Regions from separate parts of the Mus musculus genome. Here region 1 is linked to region 2. Evidence: chromatin contacts called from public HiCAR-type data. All regions are on one chromosome and are shown on one strand. Each heading gives the region's core, a stretch centred on a gene start, on an enhancer-like site or on the middle of the called end of the contact. The rest is flanking DNA. Distances are from core to core; before and after follow the strand shown. Region 1 holds the start of Gpr146 (G protein-coupled receptor 146). Region 2 holds the start of Alkbh4 (alkB homolog 4, lysine demethylase).

What was found. HiCAR-type assays count read pairs that join an accessible place to other places.
Region 1: a contact with region 2 is called in a HiCAR-type map of astrocytes, with 7 times the contacts expected there. The contact joins the promoter of Gpr146 here to the promoter of Alkbh4 in region 2. A contact is called at or near these places in 1 of 484 Hi-C or Micro-C datasets (CD8 T cells) and 1 of 115 datasets of contacts at active chromatin or transcription factors (astrocytes).

The regions. Positions count from the first base shown.
Region 1 is chr5:139,379,265-139,382,222 of GRCm38.p6, forward strand. It overlaps Gpr146 (G protein-coupled receptor 146), which reads left to right and starts at 1,375. Exons shown (of 2, transcript NM_030258.5): 1 at 1,375-1,479. The region is part of intron 2 of 3110082I17Rik (RIKEN cDNA 3110082I17 gene); the gene reads right to left.
Region 2 is chr5:136,134,703-136,137,402 of GRCm38.p6, forward strand. Alkbh4 (alkB homolog 4, lysine demethylase) reads left to right here and starts at 1,443. Exons shown (of 3, transcript NM_001347492.1): 1 at 1,443-1,592. The coding sequence starts at 1,476. It overlaps Lrwd1 (leucine-rich repeats and WD repeat domain containing 1), which reads right to left and starts at 1,372. Exons shown (of 15, transcript NM_027891.4): 1 at 1,170-1,372; 2 at 1-31. The coding sequence starts at 1,249.

The DNA of each region.
Region 1 (2,958 bases), core at 125-2,624, 3.2 Mb after region 2:
CGAGGGAGGCCAGCTCTGTGGGATTTTTCAAATATCAACCTCAGAGCACGAGGTCAGACAGCAATTCACACACCCTACCATGTCCAAGATGTCTAGCTCGGGGACATGCCTGCTCAATGGGAGGACCGCCCGCAGCCGAGTCGGCGGCTGGGCCCTCTTACTCTGAACATCTGTGCTGTGCTTCGGGTGGTGCAGAGCAGGCAGCCAGTGGGGCCTTGCACTAGGAGGGTGCTCGGTTCACCAGCAGCACTCCCCAGTTGTGAGTGAAACCTCACAGGAACCCTCTGGAAGGCCCAGGAACCCTGACACTTCAGAGTCTCACCAGGAATCCTGAGGGTCAATTATTTATGGTTTACTTTCATTTTAGATTATGTGCCTATGGAGCCCAGAGGTCCACCTTGGCCATCATTCCTCAGGTGCTGTCCACCTTGTTTTTTATAAGACAGGGTTGGCTTTTTGGGGGTGGGGGTGGTTGGTGGCCTGAAATGTGAAAGTTAGATAGGCTGGCCCAAAGGGCCCCAGCGCCTGCCACCTCCCTAGCACTACAAGCACATGCTACCACACTCAACCTTTCTGACATGGGTTCTGAGGGATCAAACATAGGTCCTCCTGCTTGCAATTGGGCCAACAACTCCAGGACCCTCCCCCCACTTTTGACAGTCTTACTTTGCAACCCCAGTTGGCCCAGAATTTGCTATGTAAGCTACAACAGCCTTGGATTTATGGCAGTCCTTGCTCTGCCTCTTGAGTGCTGAGATTATAGATGGGCACCATCATGCCCAGTTAGGCTATCTGTGTGTGTGTGTGTATTTTGTTGTTGTTACTCTTTGTTTTTTAAGATCTCATGTATCCCAGGATACCCTTCAGGTGACTATGTAGCCAGGGACAGCCTTGAACTTCTGATCCTCCCTGCTCTATCTCCTGAGTGTTGGGACTACATGTATGCACGCACCACTACCCCTGGCTTATGTGGTGTTGAGGACTAAACGCCGGGCTTCCTGACTGTTAGGCAAATACTCTAAATGGCACCATTCCCACTTTCATGTTGGACAGCAGCTACACAGTGGGTCGGAGCTGTTTTCTCCGGACAGCTCCACTTAGACGCCTCTAGGACCGGGGAAGCACAGGTCGGGGAAATTACAAACTTTAATGGGGGCAGGTGCGCCGCCCTCCAGCATTAAGGCGGCCGGCCGTGGCTGGCCAAGGGGATTGTCCGTTCGGACTGGGGGCGGAGCCTGCGGGAACTAAGCACCGGTTCCAAGAAAAGGGCGGAGCCACCGAGCTGTGGGTCGGGAGAGAGGGCAGGGCCTGACGGCGTTGCTCGGCGGGCGGGGGCGGGACCACGCGAGCAGCCCCCGGGGGCGGGACGGGGTCACGTGTGTACACAGCCCCCACGGCGTGCGCGCCGTGAGCTCCGCTGCCTCCTGCAAGCCCAGCTGCCCGCCCGCGGCCGGTGCGCGGGCCGCCGCCCAGCGAGCGGTGAGTGGGGCCCGGGGAGGGGAGCCCCTAATGCTCTGTTCCAGGCGGGAGGAGACCGCGCCAGGCTGCGCTGGGTGGACGCCAGGGACAGGGAGTGTGGTCCTGAACCCGCGGCGGGCGGTGGGTTTGCTGCCCGAGGAGGCGGACGGGCTCTCCTAGGACGCTACGGTTACCATCTTCGTCCCTTCTGTTGGTTAAGAGCGTCAGGACATTTGGAACCCGTGCGTAGAGATAGCGGAACTTGCGCCATCGGCCCTGAACATTCATCGGGCACGGGAGGCAGTACCAGCAACTAGAACCCCAAGTGAAGGGATACAGTTTCTTCGGTCCTCAGGCTTGCTGACTAGGACTAACTTAGTACCCGCTGTCCAGAACAGCACCTGCCAATTTAGCGCGCCCCGGTCTGTGATTATGTTCTTGCGAGCTGCATTCCTATTCTCGTCCTGATCCAGCAACCTGACATCTATGTCCACCTCCATGTATCAGAGGCACTGATAACCTGGGGTTAAGCTAGCTTGAAAGAACTATAAGTTAATCCTATTGAAACGCCTCTGGACGTGTCCTGAGGCCACTCCACCCATAGGGGACCAGGCACTATCTCTGTGAGTGCAAGGAAACACTATTAATAATTACACTAAGGGTACAGTCACATTATCCTAACCTGCCATGTAAGTCTTTGAAGAACAACCACAAGGTCCAGATTTCCAAACTAGAACCTCTGGTTGCTCCCAGGGTACAGTGTATCAGTGTCCCCGTGACTCTTTTTTTTTTTTTTTTTTTTTTTGGTTTTTCGAGACAGGGTTTCTCTGTGTAGCCCTGTCCTGGAACTCACTTTGTAGACCAGGCTGGCCTCGAACTCAGAAATCCGCCTGCCTCTGCCTCCTGAGTGCTGGGATTAAAGGCGTGCGCCACCACGCCCGGCTCCCCGTGACTCTTGAATGGGCTCATGAAGAAAGCTGCGACACATCCAGCTAAACCTAATGTGGGGATGCATGGGGATTTAGGTCAGAATGTGTAGGCTGAGTAGTTGGGAGGGGATGCCTGTGTGGTTCACAGACTGGAGGAGACTCTTGCAGCTCCCTGGGCATTCTCTCCTTCCTTACCCCACAATGTCCTAGCATAATCCCCTCCTTTAATGACCCAAACATACTGAGACATGAAGCCAAGCCCTTGGGGGAGTGAGATCTGTGCTCACAAGTGAGGCTCCTGTTTTCCTTAACCTGCCCTAGTTACTTGCTCCTGCCTGCAGCCTCTCAGCTTCCCTGTGGCTCGAGCTGTCCTGACCCAGCAGCCGGACAGTTCAACCTACAAGTCTGGCTGGCCAGCACTGGGTCACATGTGTCTCTGAGCTCTCAAAGGCCCTGGTGGCCCAGGACTCCAAGCACCACAGAGGCTTCAAAAGGCAGAGAGGACTCGGTCTGCAGAGAGACGTGGTTGACTTTTCAGCAGAGACGCAGAGTGACCTGTGCACCCCAATGT
Region 2 (2,700 bases), core at 193-2,692:
GTGCTCTGAGAGCAGCTGCAGCCCCGACAGACTGGGGTGAGGGCAGAGAGCAAGAGAGCTGAGGGAGCGGGCCAGACCCTCCCATTAATTACCCCATCTGTCCCAGAGGGATTTCCACCAACAAAGTTCTTGTGCAAGCATGAAGCTTGCTTTAGACTTGGCTAGCCTGAACTATGTAGACTAGGTTGGCCGCAAAACTCAAGAGATCCCATCCTACACAACTCATTGCGTAGTCCAGGAAAGCCTTGAACTTAACTCTCCTCCCCCTACCCACGTGCTGAGATGACAGGCATGTGCCACCCCTTGGGAGCTGTTCAGGTGTTGATAGGGATGGAACCCTAGGGATACTCAGGCTCTGTGCATGTCTAGTAAGCAATGTAGCAACTGAGCTATGCCAACTGTTCTAGCCTTCTCACTTCCTAACTTACCTTTCTATGTATTACAGAGTGTCTATGTATCTGTGTGTGGTGTGTGGATAGGAATGGGCACAATCAAAGCGTGATTAAGGGGGTCATGGTTTTAGGGAGCTGCTTTGCTCCACTGTCTGGGCCCAAGGGATTGAATTCAGGCTTGATGACAGACAGGCACCTTTATCTGCAGATCATTTCTGTGGCCCATCTTCCCTCCCTTAAAGAGTACTTTGTTGCCGGGCAGTGGTGGCACACGCACGCCTTTAATCCCAGCACTTGTGAGGCAGAGGCAGGTGGATTTCTGAGTTCGAAGCCAGCCTGGTCTACAGAGTGAGTTCCAGGACAGCCAGGGCTACACAGAGAAACCCTGTCTCAAAAACAAACAGGCAAGCAAACAAACAAAACAAAATGACTTTAGAGCCCAAGACTTCCAAGTTCCTTCTTGTTTTTACTAGTTCCTGCTAGCCCGTTCCGTGCTACACAGGATCCCTCAACATCCCTTAGTATCTCATCAGTCTTTCCACTCCGCGCAAGGCTAAGGGCGTTCGCTCCAAGTTTATCTGACGCCGGGCGTTGGCTGCCAATCTCCCACATCTCCGTTTGGCGCGAGATTCGACTGGGGCTCGAATCCCGGATAACAGAATAACCCGGGCAGGAGGAGGAGACGGAGGGGTCTGAGCCTTGCATTCCGCCCATCAAACCACCCTGGCGGGGAAGAACCCCACGCCCCGGATCCGCTTCAACCCCACATGCTCTTACTTCAAACTCTGAATCTTCCCCAGCTTATCCGTCTTGGGTCGCCCACGTTGCAGGAGCAGTTGCGGCGTGAGAGGAGCCATGGGTGGCCGAGGGCTCAACCGAACCCGCGCCTCCACGAAGTCCGGTCGCTAAGGCCCGCTGCCGGGGAGCCCAGGAGGTGGCGCACAACAAACCCTTTGCGAGTCCGTTGCGACCGGAAGGAAGTAGAACGCCAGCCTTACGCCCCACCTCCTGCTTCTGCGATGACTACAACTCCCAGCGGCCCCTGCGTCTCGCGCCTGCGCTCTTAACTGATCGGAGGACGCGATGGCGGCGGCGGCTGAAGTTTCTCTTTTGCAGGAGTGCGGCTGTAAGGGCATCCGGACCTGTCTTATCTGCGAGAGACAACGCCACAGGGACCCGCCCTGGCAGATCTGCCTTCAGGTACGGACTAGGAAAAGAGTCATAGCCAGAAAATCTATTCATCTTAATGGGAAACTAAGGCCCAGCTTGCCTGTAAAACAGCCAAGGACCAAAGCCTCGCGGTAGGTGAGTTGTTTGGAGCGCTTATATCTTCAATATTCACAAAACCCAAAAGGTGGACCAAGTGCCATCGGCTGATTAATGGAAGGGCGGGGAAATGCTGGTGCACGCCGAGATCTCTGCATTTGAAAGGCAGAGAGGCTGGAGAACGGACCTCAGCCGCCCAGCAGGTTTTAGGAGTTACCTTGGCAGTAGGGAAGCGGCTGTCACACATCATCTCTGTGACTTTGGGGGGTGAGGGGTGGGGGTGGGGGGCAGTGGTAAATAACTTGGACTGAACGGGTCTGGTTTTGAGTGAGCTTCCGGAGCACAAGGGAGACTGCATGGAAATGGTAGGGAGTGCTGAACACTAGGCCGCCTGTATTAGACAGGGAATGAGCGACTTAAGACAGCACAGGCAGCCGGGCAGTGGTGGCGCATGCCTTTAATCCCAGCACTCGGGAGACAAGAGGCAGGTGGAATTCCGAGTTCGAGGCCAGCCTGGTCTACAGAGTGAGTTCCAGGACAGCCAGGACTACACTACAGAGAAACCTGTCTCCAAAACAGGCTTTGATTTGGGGGAAATTTTTTTGGGAAAACAAACCTGTATGAATCAGCTTTACAGCCGGGCAGTGGTGGTGCATGCCATTAGACTTAGCACTTGGGATGCAGAGGCAGGCAGATCTCTGTGAGTCCCAGGCTAGCCTGATCTACATAGGGAGTTCCAGGAAAGCCCATCTTGAAAAACAAAAACAAATCTGTCTTACAAGATACTAATAGGATCAGGAGTCAGGTAGGCCAGGAAGAATGTTAAAATGTTTCCCTTCTAGCTCTCTGTTGACCAGGCTAACACCTTCCATCAAAATGGGCAATGGATGGATGAATGAATGAATGAATGAATGAAAAATAACTTCAGAGCATTTGTATGGCCCTGGCAGTGCTGTAGCAAGTTGCTGGGATGCATAGCCAGGGGAATGCTTGAGTAGAGGCCTGAGATAGGAGCTGTGGGTGGCTGAGGCGACAGACACTT